Regions from separate parts of the Mus musculus genome. Here region 1 is linked to region 2. A link is a contact called in public Micro-C data. All regions are on one chromosome and are shown on one strand. The core of a region is the stretch at or near the end of the contact, and the rest is flanking DNA. Distances in the headings are between cores, read along the strand shown. Region 1 overlaps Lpp (LIM domain containing preferred translocation partner in lipoma). Region 2 overlaps Gm46545 (predicted gene, 46545).

Evidence for each region. A called contact is a pair of places that touch in the nucleus more often than the background predicts.
Region 1: a Micro-C map of muscle stem cells shows a contact between it and region 2, with 2.9 times the contacts expected there. The contact joins two enhancer-like sites. A contact is called at or near these places in 1 of 484 Hi-C or Micro-C datasets (muscle stem cells) and 1 of 9 other capture datasets (macrophages).

The regions. Positions count from the first base shown.
Region 1 is chr16:24,439,196-24,446,478 of GRCm38.p6, forward strand. Lpp (LIM domain containing preferred translocation partner in lipoma) reads left to right here. Exons shown (of 13, transcript NM_178665.5): 2 at 3,586-3,695. Among named protein-coding and RNA genes, the nearest start is that of Gm24440, 36 kb to the left of the region's middle. Within about 2 kb of position 4,121, at least 42 of the 459 cell types and tissues checked have an H3K27ac peak or open chromatin away from gene starts, as enhancers often do. A contact at or near this core is called in muscle stem cells, where this site is marked.
Region 2 is chr16:24,071,718-24,078,887 of GRCm38.p6, forward strand. It overlaps Gm46545 (predicted gene, 46545), which reads right to left. Exons shown (of 2, transcript NR_155457.1): 2 at 4,758-5,922. Among named protein-coding and RNA genes, the nearest start is that of Gm46545, 7.4 kb to the right of the region's middle. Within about 2 kb of position 2,039, at least 13 of the 459 cell types and tissues checked have an H3K27ac peak or open chromatin away from gene starts, as enhancers often do. A contact at or near this core is called in muscle stem cells, where this site is marked.

The sequences.
Region 1 (7,283 bases), core at 2,871-5,370, 370 kb after region 2:
GGAGTCACAATGTGGCATGTGACTTTTGGCTGAAATACGTGTTAGAGGGTATGTCAGTAGGCACCGTGGTTTTATCTGACAGGCATTTAAACAGGGGAGACACGGAAAGAACTCTTGTCACCGAAAGAATTCCAGATGCATTATTGAAGTGATTTGGATGTTTATGGTAATTGCTGGGACCACCTTTAGTGAAACGGTGGGCTAGTGAAAAATTCTCCTGGCCACATAGTCACAGAACCTTCCCAAGGCATTGTCCCCATTGCATTGTCTAGGGAGGAGCTCAAGCACCAGTGAGCACTTTTTGTTTTGTAGTGCAGGCTGTTCTGGTTTTTGTCACCCCACCTGTGCACACTAAGCACTTGGAGGTCGGAGGACAGCCAGGACATCTCAGGTCCCTCAGCTGTTGCCTTGATGCTGGTGTGATTATGGAGAGAGACTAATTCTTTCCCTCTTCCCATGGTCTGAAACAGTAGTTTTTCTCAAACCTTTCCATTTCTCATCTTTGACTATCTTGGTTGTCATCAGAAGTCTAAGGCCCGAGTCTCAGAGATTCTGAAGACAAGCTTTAAGATAAGCTGTTCAGAGAATTTGGGACTCAGAGTGTGTTTCTCAAACTAAAACAAACAAACAAACAACATTCAAAAAACCTAAAACAAAAACAAAGTACCTCTGAGAATTTTATACATGTATACAATGAAAGATCATGTACACTCTGGTCCCCATTTACTTCCGCCATCTCCCTTTGTGCCCCAAATACTTCCCTGTGATAATCCACTAAGTCCAGTTAGTGACATGTGGGTGGGTGGGACCACACACTGCAGCACTGGAAACCTGGGAAACGGCCACGCCCTCCAGCCTTACATTTCCTGTCTTCCTTACCCGTTCTTTACTACTGCCAGGGTGTGTGTTTGGGTTGAACATGTCCTCAAGTTTACAAGGACCTGAGGCCATCTGCTTTTCATTTATGGACCAAGATACAGCTAATGGATAACCATACTGTAGCCTATGTTGTGGCATCCCGTTAACTAACTTGTTAAGCCAACTCACTGTCACACAGGCCATTTGCGGTGGGTGCTTTCCACTTACAGGTGAGAAAAGTGTAGTTTAGAGACGTCAAAGACATCAGGACTCTTTTAAAGTATTATTTTTATTTTCAATCCATCTATACCACTTCTCACTCCTTTTTCTGTCTCCAGTCGCCCCTCTATGTTATCCTCCCTCAAATGTTCCCCCTTCACAAGTTGATAGTCTCTTTTGCTTTGTTTACTATTGCTGTATATGTTCATATATATATGTGTGTATATATATATATATGCATATATATATACATGTTCATATATATGTACTCATATATATGAATTCAATATATATATGCATATGTTCATACATATATAGATATACACATTCATATATATACAACCTGCTGGATCTGTTTTTGTTGGAAATGCATATATGATTCCAAAGCTAGCATGTAAATGAACATGTTAATGTCTATTGGAGTATTTCACAGGTCCCATCTTTAGGAAAAAAAAAACCAAAAAACAGTACAGGCAACTGGTAATGAAAGGAAATAAAACTTGAGACCTGTGATTCATGTAATGTATGTCAAATAGCCCAAAGAGTTGTTTGTGAGCTTTGAAACTTTCAGTAACTGCTGGGAGAACATAGGATTATAGGATTCTTTTTTTGTTGTTGTTATTTTTGAGACGAGGTTTCTCTGTGTAGCCCTGGCTGTCCTGGAACTTGCTCTGTAGACCAGGCTGTCCTGGAACTCCAGTCCGTCGCTTCGGGGAAAGGCATGTGCTGCCATGCTCGGTGAACATTCTTACCCAGGTTTTCTAATTTGAGAATTCTTTGTCCTGTGCTATGTCATACTATACTATAATGCCTCTCACACAGGTAATAACAGGGAACTGTTAAGAAGACATACATCTCAGACCCCTGAATTTGCAGAATTAGAGGGTCCTTAAAGATCTCAGGGCTGATGGCTTCCAAGTGTTGGAAGCTCCAGTGTGGTCTTAGAGTTGGAGTGACAACAAATTGAGAAGTGGAGGGTGAGGGAGGCTTGAAGCCTGCTGGTACCTCTGATTTCCCTCCCTTTAAAAGGCAAGCATCTCTTAGTATTCACTTAAAGGAGAAATTGTGCTGAGAGATGAAAGACTGAAAATCACTGTGGTAGCCTAACACCTCTTCATGAAGGCAAACCCCAAAGTGGTTTAGCACAGCCACAAGCTGTGAGGGTCCCAGGGCAGAGACACCCAGCTCTGCATGTCCTTGACTCCCTGACACTTAGTTGAAAGCATCTCTCTGAACTCACATTCCCAACTTAGTGGGATGTGGTTGTTTCCTTTTTCAAGGAAGTATTTGATCTGCGGAGCTCCCTTTGAGGCCTCAGGAACAGCAGCTGGATGTTAAGGGATATTCAGCCCAGAGTGGCTACAGAGCCCTCCAGCTGCCCTGAGCACAGCCTCCTTGAACTGTGTCTGTCACTCTGGCTACATCTTCTCTTTTCATCCTGGTAATCTTGCTTTGACTGGTTTAATTTCTGTCTAGGAAAAGTGACTGTTATAGCCTATATTCTCTTACCTTCCTGACCCAACCTTGCCTGTCTAAACCCACGTAGCTATTGAGTGCTTACTGTGTGGAAGGCACCTGGCAACAGAACTATTACTGTCAAGTCCTTTGGAGGCAGTTATGCTACATATGGTTATATGCATGCTAGTTATAGGGAATAAATTTCATCTCATAGAATCATGTGGCTAGAAGGTGGGCAGTTGGGGAGAGGGGCTAGGGTGCTTCTGTAATTGCAAGTTGTCGAATTTGTACCGTGAACAACCATGTTAGTTGGCTTCTTGCATCTACCATCTCTGGGATGTTATGTTGTCTTTATCATTAATTTTCTCTATAATATGGGAGTAGAATGTCTAGCTCAGGGGGTTATCATTGCTATTAGATAAAATAACACACACACATCTGTGTATATATAAAGCTGCAGTACAGTTGCTAATGTGAAGTAAGTCTATATCACATCATAGTTATTACTATTAGTATTTCTTCAGTGAGGAGCAGAAGAGCACATTTTTTTTTTTTAAAATCTTATCAATGGTTTCATCAGAGCTTTGCTTCTTTATAACGAAAACAGGCAAAGCATAACCTCATTTTCTAAGCTCTGAACAGTTGGCTTTCTACATTGCTATGAGATGTCTCTATTTATCCTCAGCTCTGGACACCCTCACCAGTGACCTGTCTGTCCGTAGACCGACTCTAGCTGACTACTGTTCCCTCATGTATCTTCTCGCTGTCTACACTGGAATCTTTTATCTACTATTTCCTTCCCATCTTCATAACTGCTGTCTGCTGTAACCGCTTTTAATACCTAGCCCCAAGTCTAATCCAGCCACTGGGAGGTAAGCAAGGAATCATAGCTTGCCCTCCACTATGGCTTCTTTCCAGCAGGGGAAACAGATGGCATAGTGCCAGCCAGAAAATAACCAGCATTGTGCTGTTTCCTCACCAGAGTAGGGGTGCATTTCTGGGAATTTATAGCCCCTCTATAAATGACAATGAGTATCTGGTTCTTTGCAGGACCTGAAGAGAATCCTGACAGCTAGAGTGTTGGAAGAGGCTTGAAGAGAGGCCACACCCTCAGAGCTGCTTGGGACTCCTCTTGAGGGTGGTCTCCCACAGGAAGACTGGTATGTAAAGGGACTTAGTGTCTTGGTTCACTCTGCTGCTCACTGCATGCTGCCTCTGGTGCCAGACTCCACGTGGAGCCTCCGTGAGCTGGGCTGGAAGGGTTAACTGGTTGGAGCGCCTTATCCTTTTGGTATCTGCAACTTGAAATGTCTTGAGCCCTTGATTAATTCATGCTTGGACATTTCCTCTGTGCTCCTCGGTAAATAGTTCCTTACTGTACATTTATTTCCCCACGGGCTTTTTGCAGTGAGGCTGGAGCCCGTGTTCCTAACAACTCCTCCAAGGAAAACACTGAAGGCCATGTTCCCGGAACCGAGACTCTCAGGGGTCTTCCAGACATCCATCTCTATTACCTCCTTCTTGCCCGGAGTTTGCTTTTAGCTGAAAAGGGAGATTTTGTCTTGAGCTGCTCTGTAGACATATGTGACTTGGAATTTGAGACTCTGACAGCTGCTGCTGAGCTTTGAGCTGCAAGTGTGAGCAGCATATAGACCTAACCTGTAAAGCGAGGACTCAGCCTCGCTTAATTCCCAGGGCCTAGTGTCTCTTTGTCTTGTGAATGACCTCACTGCTTTGTGTATTTGTAATGGAATGCACAGTCATTTACAAGTAATCACACAATAATCCCTCACACTTTTAGAAGGCCTTACTCTCTTCCAGAGGGCTTTCCTTCTCATTATCTCTTCTGATCCTTGTAACTACTCCAAGAGGGAGGCCCAGAGTTACTGCTGTAATCTCTGATTTTCAGGTGTAGAAACCGAGGCTTAGAAGAGTTAAACAGAGGTCACACAGTGAGTTTAGTTTAGAGTACAGTCACACCTGGAGGCTCAGGTCCTCAGGTTCCTTTGTCGACTTTCCGTTGCTGTAGCCTTGCGAACTTATATGTGCTGGCTCTGTGCCTCTGCCTTCCTTTTGGCACAATGGATATTATGTTTCCCCCCACAGGCAGTTGTGTGTAGAGATTAAGGGAGACTGCCTGGGGTGGCATTTAGGTATGGTCGAGCACACTGGTCACATGAAGCACTGCCCCTTTGACTCCATGAATCTTGAATTCCATAGTGCAGTTGAGGTGTACAGGAAAGGGTGTTTCCCTCTCCCCCACTCTGAGGACATCTCTGAGGCACTCCAGCCCTGGGGTGAGCAAGTTGACCTCACTGCCCTGTGTTGTTCTGAGAGTTGTGCTTGCCCCTTTTCATTCAGAATTCATTCTTAATGTTCTTGGGAAGAATTTTGACCTGTGTGTGTGTGTGTGTGTGTGTGTGTGTGTGTGTGTGTGTGTGTGTGAGAGAGAGAGAGAGAGAGAGAGAGAGAGAGAGAGAGAGAGAGAGAGAGATGCATGTTTTTTGGGTCTGGCAGGACTGGTTTCTAGTATTGAAGAACAGGATCTGTATCATAGACTTCATCCATGAAGGATGGGCATGTAGAAAGGCCAGCAGAGGAAATGATAGAGAGCTAGTCTTAAAGGTTGCTTTCTTTAGTTTTACACCGAACTACCACTCTCTGTGCCTAGAAGCAGGCCTGTAAGCTCAGGCACTATGAAGGCTACAGCATGTGGAGCTCAATTTTATGGCCTAGTTGGGGTATGGAAGGGACTAGAAGCTCATCCTGAGCCACTTAGTGGCCCTAAACAAACAAACAAACAAACAAACAAACAAACAAGTAGAAAGAAGACGAAAGAAGATGAGATTCAGCTCAGTGGTAGAGCTTAGCTTTTCTGAGAATGCTTCCCCTCCCTCCCCCCCCCCCCCCACAGAAGGATTGTGGAAGGAGAGGAGAGACTAGGTGCTTTCCAGTTCACAGGATAGCAGTGTACATGTTGAATATGTTGCTTAGCATTAAGGCATTGGAAAACCCGCAGAAGAATGGACTTCATGTTGGTAACAGTTGCATGAAGAATCATCAATGTGACTTGGTCAGGAGAGAGTATAACTGCTGTGGACCGAGGTCTTGGATAGCTTTGTTTTTATATACACACTTACCTACAAGAATTCCAACTCAATGTGATAAGCATTGCTTGACCTGTGGTCCTAAGGAGCCAAACGGCCAGGAGGTTGAAGGCCGGGGAGTCAGAATTTGGTTCCATATAAGGAAGAACTGTCTTGTGCAAAGATAGAATTAACAGCTGTCTGAAATATGATCTCTGTCTCATGGGAGACCGTGGAGATGCTAAGGGGAGTCATGAATAGTCAGGCATAGTGGGTCAGAGGTGCTCTGTGGCCAGAACACATACACACAGGGAATGAGATGTCCCTTTGCTGATAAAGAGATGAACTTGTACATGTTTGCACAGCAGAGGAGAACTGTGAGTCTTCTCTTCTGATTTTCATATTTATCCTGGTGCCTCACTGCTTGCACCTTGGTTTTGGAAGTTCCTAGCTCTTCTCTGCATAGTGTTTTCAGGGCAACATCTTACTTCTCAGCTGAAATGCTCCTGTCCACGCACAAGCAGAAACTGCTCCCAACAGAGCCGTTTCCTTTCTTCTCCACCCTCCTGCTAGCTCCTGGGAGAACTGCAGTGTGGAACCTGGTTTCTGAGCTGGGTTCTGCTGGGTGGTGGCAGGGGCTTTATCTGGGTGCCTATGTGCATCCCTTAATTTTGTGTTTATATCTTATAAAAACATAAAAAAATGCATCAAAATAAGCTCACAGGGACCGTTTGGACTGAAGAACTAGAAACTGCTTTTTGGGCACATAGCTGGATAATTTAGGGCTAGCTGTCCGGTTTTTGGATAAGGGAATGGGAGCCAGCAGAGCAGAACTGATTTGCATAGCATTGTGCCATCAGAAGCGACTGTTCTGGCTTGGAGCTTGGGAACCTTTACTCCTTGCCCAGTGCTGTTTGTAACTGACAACTCCTTGATGTTAGAAGCAGCAGCCTCACAATGCAGTCTGAAGAGCCTGAGAATTGGTTACCATTTGGAAAAGGACTCACCTCATCTTAGAATAGCTTTATTAGTGACAGGATAGTAAGTTCAAACATGACATGGGGAACCAGAAACCAAAGGTACATTTGGGGTCTCCTCTCTGAGTGTCCACCTAATATCATGTCTGTCTTTCATTTTTCTCTCCCTTGATTTATCTTGAGTCACTTTGACCAGATTCAGTCCTGATTAGCTTCACAGTTCCAACTATTTCACAGGACCTCGGCCTTAGAATATATTTTACAAGCTGTGCTATATGATTTGCCTTTCTCTCCCCTAACAGACACGCGCTGCCAGTAGTCTGCCTTGACTCTGTGTTGTGGATTCTGATGTCTGCCTCATTGTAAGAATTCATGCTAAGCCAAGTGGCCCGAAAACTCCCCAACTCAAAAGTCTATGAAGAGTTATTTCAGTGCCTGTGTAACATGGGTTAAATTCCTGGCTCCTGGCACAGGTGCTTCACTGAGAGTGATATGTATTGTTACACACACATTATCACGAATAAGATATTAACTGGATATTTACTCAATTTAACTTAAAAGTGTTTGTTGTCTGTAACATTGTACACAGTGCTGTGTTAGGACACTGTCTGCAACATTGTACACAGTGCTGTGCTGTGGTAGGACAGTATCTGCAACATTGTACATAGTGCTGTGCTATGGTAGG
Region 2 (7,170 bases), core at 789-3,288:
GAAGAAGTCTCTCTCTAAACATGTGATTACACAGCTCCTTTCAGCCGAGGTGCTTTGGGTTCCTCCATGATTCTAGAATTCTAGAATCCTCAGTCTCGAACCTAAATCAGAAGTCCAGGGGTCAGGGAAGGAGACCAGGTGGGTGGCCGAACCCAGAGAACAATCCAGTGGAGGAACACAGGTTCTCTTCAGCTATGTCCTGGATCGTGTCACTCCTTTGCTCCCGCCTCCCCTGATGCCCCATTTCTCCTGTAGTGACATCCCAAGTCTCTGAAAACACTCACAATCCACAGACTTGCTTCTATGTTGCCTCTTTGGGCTTCATGCCCACTCCTTTCCCAGGCCCCTCTACCCCAGCACGATCAGACACTGCTATAGTGACACAGCTTCCTTCTCTCTAGAATGCATTTTGAGGCTTTCTTCTGGGCAGGCACTTCTATGGTTATATGATTGGTAAGCCCCTGCTCTCCACAAAAAGCTGGAATCTCACCTCCGCTGTAGCTCTACATCAGCCTGTGCATTGGTCCCTGGCCACCCCAAACCAGGGCTTTCTGCTGCCGGGACTTTAGCCCTCTTAGCACAGTAGATCTTTGCCCTGCTTAGGATATAGAATAACATTGGTCTCCCTGCTAGGAGGCAGGTCCTTCAGAGGCCTGTAGACCTCTGAAGTGTGCCTGCTCAGCCAAAGCTCCCTGAATAGAAGAGAAAGCAATGAAAGAGAATGTAAGAATTACCATTTTTGAAGTATTTTAAGCTTCATAGAGCAGTAGCAAAGACAATACAGGTTTCAAATAAATTCCTTGCAAATGCTCAATTGTATCACCATATTTCCCCGGAGATTAGCCATATCAACATTAACGTTACTAGTTTCAACTCCAATGGCATCTGCAGAACCCCTTGGGTTGCAAATGCCCTCTCCTCCCCAGCCCTCTCTTCCCCACTCTCTGCTCTCTCCTCTTTTCTTTTCTCAACTCTCCTCTCCACACATCAACTCACTCATACCACCTATAGTGCAAGGCTAGGGAGGAGAAAAGAGAGTATATCCACGAACAGATTAAAGAGGCTCTTCAAGGCTTCATGGTTTGAAAGAGAAGGATCAAATCGTAAGTGAGCCGGGGTTTCCTAACTCATGGCTTGTCCCTGTTTCTTTGGGCAATGCTGCCATTTTTCCAATCAGGTTCCATTGCCTCTGCTCTGGCTGCATGGGCTAGCATGGTTTTTTCCTTTCCTTTCCTTTCCTTTCCTTTCCTTTCCTTTCCTTTCCTTTCCTTTCCTTTCCTTCCCTTGCCTTCCCTTCCCTTCCCTTCCCTTCCCTTCCTTCCTTCCTTCCCTTCCCTTCCCTTCCCTTCCCTTCCCTTCCCTTCCCTTCCCTTCCCTTTCTTTCTTTTTTTGTATTTCTGACAAGGTGAAGATGGCAGCTGCCTCTTCAGCTTGTATGCTGGGCTGGCCCTGAGCAGCTGTAACTCACACTACCAAGTGCTGAGACACCAACATTCCTGCCCCTACACGGCATATCCTCCCCTCACTCAATCATTCTGCACCCGAAGTGCCAGAGGGAGGAGGTGCTGCCAGCCGTGGCTTACCACAGGGTCCTCAGGCGCCCTGCAGCCTGGTGACTGGGATGCCATCTGGCACCCGCCACAGCTGCAGGGCCTCCAGCCTGGCCTAGAAATCCAGAGTGGGCTCTTGGCATTGGCGCAAGAAAGCCCTCTAGCCTCTGGTCAGTATGTCCATCCTTTCCTAGATGGAACAAGCCACTGATTGTCTCCAGGCCTCAGCCTCCTCAGCTGTCAGGACAGGAGAAGAAGTGAATTTGGGAGTACTTGATCTTTCATTTTTCTCAGCCCTGGATCCCCTTATATTCAGGAAGGAGTCTTAGGTCCTGTTCCCAAGTAGAAACAGTACTCAGTATGGAGAAATGGAGACTCATGAGCAGTGAAAAAGTAGCGTCAGAGGGAGAGATCTGATATGGATGCTATGGTGAGGATCAGATGACTTCAGCATAGGTCAAGCATGCAGTCAGTGGTCAAATATTTGCAACAGCAGTAGTGAGAATGACATCTATCCCGAGTCTCATCTGCTCCCGTCATCCATCCGAAGCCAGGCCCTTGCTTTCCGCTGCCATGTGTTCTCTGTGCCAAGGGTGCACACACGCCTCTGTCCCAGCTTCCTAAAACATAGCTGTGCTATGCATTCCTTTCCTGTTCAGAATCCTTCACTGATGCCCAAGCACCCCAGGAGTTAGGTGTCAATGCTTCACACTGTGCATCAAGAGTCACAACACATGGGTCCCCCCTCCTAACCTTCCCAGCCTTCTTGGTTCCCCACACCTGCCCAGTGCTTTGGTAAACCTGCCTTTCGTGACCAACAACAGGTGCTAGTTGTTGATGTCTGGCAAAGAGCAATAAGATCGTATGTTAGATGTGGCTCTGGAGTCAGAAAAAAATTAATGTTGGATGGCTGTGTGGCCCTCAGCAATCTCTGAGCCTTGGTGTCCCCACTTCTAAAGAAGGATTTGTAAATGGTACCTCAGGACTGTGAGGACAGAAGCCAGATGGAGAGCGTCTGATCTCCAGTGAGTACCACTACTCAGTACCCCTTGTTACTCGGTGCTCCCATACTCTGGCTGGGTCCTGCCTAATACTGACCCCTTCCTGACGGACTGAGATATGCTTCCCTAGTACGCCTTCTGCACACACCCTGCTTTTCCCTTTGTAGAAGTCAGGTCTGGTTCTTCTTCTCAGTCTCGTGCTGTCAGAAAGAAGACTCAGGCTCAACATATATTTACAAATGCCTTGGCCATACAGCTAGGCTCTTCTCTGACTCGATCATAACTTAGATTAAACCCATTTATCCTAATCTACATTCTGCCATGTGACTGGTTACCTGTGCTCAGGTACCACACATCGATCTCCTCACATTTTCCCTGGTGAATTTCCTGTGCCTGGCACTATCCCAAAATCCTTTCTGCTTTTTGGATGTCCCACCTCCAACTTTCTGACTCCGCTATAGGGCATCAGTTATACTATTGACAGGTGTCACATCCATACAGACACAAGATATTTTCTCTACACCCCTCATAGTCTAGTGACTTGATTCTTCTTTTCTTTTTCCTTTTTCTTTTTCTTTTTCCTCTTTTTTCTTTTTTCTTTTCTTTCCTTTCTTTTCCTTCCCTTTCCTTCCCTTTTCTTTCCATCCCTTCCCTTTTCTTTTCTTTCCCTTTTCTGTCAGAGTGAAGCCCCTGAATGTAAGAAGAAATCTTTCACCAACCAGCCAGCACTTCAAAGGTGTCAACCAGAGTACGTTGGACAATGAGCTAAAACAATGAAATTAGAGTGAAAGTATGGATCAGGGAGATCTATAGACGCACACTGAAATCCTAAGGGTAGGCTACCTCTTCCATGGTCAGTACAGGATGGCTGAGTGCCAGCTCTAAGTCATGCATGTCACCCTGTAGGAGTGGATAAAGCCATTAGCGAGCCTGGGTGGGGATAGCTTTCTTTGCTCGGGTTGTGTTGCAGTACAGGAGGGTTGAACCCAATGAGCAAGTAGGGGTGAGGGAGGAGAGGCAATGAGAAAGTGTGATTTTTATTTGTTTACCTCTCACCTGTCGGGGCACCTTGGGCCATGGATGAAATGAATTAGGCTTTAAAAAAACCAAACCAAACCAAAAAAATGAACCAGTCACTCTTCAACATGGTCCGCAGAGCAGCAGCAATGGAATTCCATACCAGAGCAACAGAAATATAGAAGTGGATTGACAGTCGGAATCAGCAACTTCAGAGGGGGCCCAAGCAATCACCTATTCTATCTGGTCCTCATGTTCTGAGGCACGGTCAAGTTTGAGAACCACAGGGCTATCTATACACAGGGACTTTTAAAGTCCTTTCCTTTTGTTTGTAGTTGCAATGGTCTATATTTCTTCTATTGATGTCTTAGTCCTTTTGCTGATGAAGGAGCAGATACTCACCCTCACTCATTCCATTTATATGTTCTACCCAGCAAAGTCCTTGTCCTCTAAGACCTCAAGAACATCCACAGTTTAGGACCCTGGGGTGTCCCTGGACATGTGCTCTAGTGGTGGATCCTTTGAGAAGACATCCTATGTTGGCATTCTGATCCAGGGCCTAGCAGGCCCAAGGCAGGGTTTATGTCAGAGGCCTCAGGGAGGGTGAGGCTGAGGTCCAAAGAGGCCTGGTGAGGAGGGAGGCTGAGGTTCAGGGGTGTGACAGTGTAATCCCCTTACCCAGTGTCCCATCCTGGGGATGTGAAGAAAAGCTGTCCTGTGTTCTAAGAGGCTGGTTGCAGCCTCAATTCATTTTCACATTGGCTGCCTTTGGGGCCAATATGCCTCCACCCTGAATTTTCTATCCCTTTCAATGGGGCTCAGCAAATCATATGAAAAAGTCAAGAGGCTGTTTAAGAAGCACTCATCTGGACCCACAGACACACACACACACACACACTCTCTCTCTCTCTCTCTCTCTCTCTCTCTCTGCCCCTCCTCCAATGCCATGATGATTCACTTCACATCTCTTCTCCTGTCATTTTATGGAGTCATGATGATGGTGAGGATGAGCTTTAGGGGATAGAGTGGGTGTGGGGAACTCCGTGGTTAGAGGACCTCGCAGTGGGGACACCCTGTTGCAGAAGCAGAACTCAAATGGTTTGGGTAATTATCTGTATGATAGATGAAATCCAAAGAGCACAGAACCAAAGAAAGACAAACACCCATTCCCTGATGCCCACCCCACCCCACCCCCAGCAGCCAGGCACCCACTCTTTTACCCCAAAGCAGAGATCATACCAAGAGCAGAAAGAGGCAGGGTGGAGAAGCAGAAGGGCAGTTCTGGGCCCTGGAGCTTGTGACAGTGGCTACCTTCCTAACCATCCCAGCAGATGTCCCTCTAGCAGACAGGCAGAAGGAAGTCTCTGTGGTCTGGGGCCCCACCCTGGATAGTTCTGTAATGGTGCCATTCTCAGAAGAGGAAGTGCAATGCCATGGGTAGGCACCGAGGTCTTTCTCCCAAGGGACACTCTACTTCTTGGTCCAGGTGATATTGAATGATATCCGTGGCTATTCCATCTCTTTGTGTCTTGCTCTCTGAAAGTAGAGAATGTTAGCCATGCCAGCACAAGCCCCTTGCCTAGGCACGTGAGAAAGCACAGTGGATAGGGCTGTTTATATTGGCACTTCTCCTTTATCTAACGTTGCCAGCTATAGGAGTTTCACGTGCAGTATCTCATCGGTGCCCTCTGTCAAGCCTGGCCATACATTCTTAGCCTTGTAAGGAAAACAAGATGGAGAGAGGTTGGTTTCCAGTGTCACACAGCAAGTCTAGAGTGGCTTAGGGGTTTTGAGTAGAGACTTGTCATTTCAGCACAACATTCTGCTCTCTCACCCATGAAAATTCAAGGCCTTTTCAAGAAAATGCTATCCCCTGGTTGTGCCATCATTGCCTCATGCCTCTGACTCTCCAGATGCTTGCAATTCTCACAAACAATATTCTGTTTCCCTCGTTTCTGGAATCCAGCCTCTCGACACGCGGGCAGATTTGGCTGTGACCTCTACTCTATTTTCTTCAGAGTCCAGACAGAATTCCTTAAGAGTCCACAAGGACTTATTGCATTTACTAGTTCTCAATGAGGTCAAAGGGAAACATTGGTCCTGTGGGTTCTCCGGAGCATGACTCTGACCTCTATAGCAGCTTGGGCCTTGAGATGGTGAGACTTCATAAGAGAAGGCAGACTCCTAAGACATTCCGGGTTGGGGGCTCTTCCCAGTGGGTGCCATTGTTCCCCATGGTTGGGAATCACAGTGTGGGCTCAGGCCCCCTCTGCTCTGGAGCTGGGCACCTTCCCCACTTGCTCTCTTGGTGGCCAGTCCCACACCTGTTTCTTAATTCTCTTCTCACCACACTTCTGAAATAAAGATGGTTAACAGCTGTCTATAAAATGCTTTCTGACCAGGCATCAGGCATTGTACCAGAGCCAAGTACTGTGGAACAAATGAGCTCTGCCCAGACTCACCTCCCAAGGCATTCAAGTGTGGGAGAAACCCAAAATGCCGTGGCTGGAGAGGGTATTTTAGCAGTTGACACACCAAACAATCTACTCAGCCTCATTCACCCTGAGGCCTCGGACACAAGCCCCGCCTCAGGCCTGCTGGGCCACTGGACCAGGATGCTAACATAGGATGTCTTCTCAAGTTGGGATGGCCTATATGACTCTACATCTAATGACATCTCCTAATAGCATCTGACTCCTCTTCCAGAAGGCAACCCAGTTCTTCCCAGTACACCACTGTCAGGAAGTTCTGTCCTGCAACAACTGGGGAATTGTCCATTTTCCATCTTCTCCACCCTTCACTACTTTGTCCTCTGAAAGAATCCCCAAGGTAGTCTGCCTTTCCTCTCCATTTCTGGCAGTAGACAGAAGGCAGAGCCTTCATGTCCTCTCTTTCTAGGGAGACTGAGGTTGCCCTCTGCAGTGAGCATAAAAAAGAGGCACAAGACACTGAGTTTCACCTTCATCTCATCCATCTCTATTGATTTTATTGATTTGATAATGAGCTTTCTCCATGTCCTCACATATGTGTGTCCTGGAGGTGCCTGCCAGCTTACTGCTGGAATACTGTGTTCTGGGCTCCATGGAAAAATCACAAAGTCAATAACAAATGGAAAGGGAAGAAGGGAGGGAGGGAGGGAGGGAGGGAGGGAGGGAGAGAGGGAGGAAGGAAAGAAGGAAGGGAGGAAGGAAGGAAGGAAGGAAGGAAGGAAGGAAGGAAGGAAGGATGAGCTGATTAGAGGGTGAGAGCTCCTGTGAGGAGGTGGAGAAGAAAGACGATCCCTCTCTACTGCACTCCTGTGGCCCCTAGAAAGGGTATCCATCACAGACAGACCAGGTGTCTGTGTGGTCCTCTAGGGACTGCATCCCTGCATGTCTCTCTCCTCTGTCATGAAGAATGCTCAAGGCTGTAGAGTTATATAGAACAGCACTTCAGAGCCACTAAAAGGGAGCTGCCTGCTCTATGTGTTCAGTAAAGAGTTTCTGACCTCAACGGTCTGACTTTCTGGGATTCATGTTGTATTTGAGGAGCAGAGATAGGGCTAGAGGTCAAAGGATTTGAGTCCAAAGACCTATGTTAGAGTACAGATTGTTTTTGTCTGT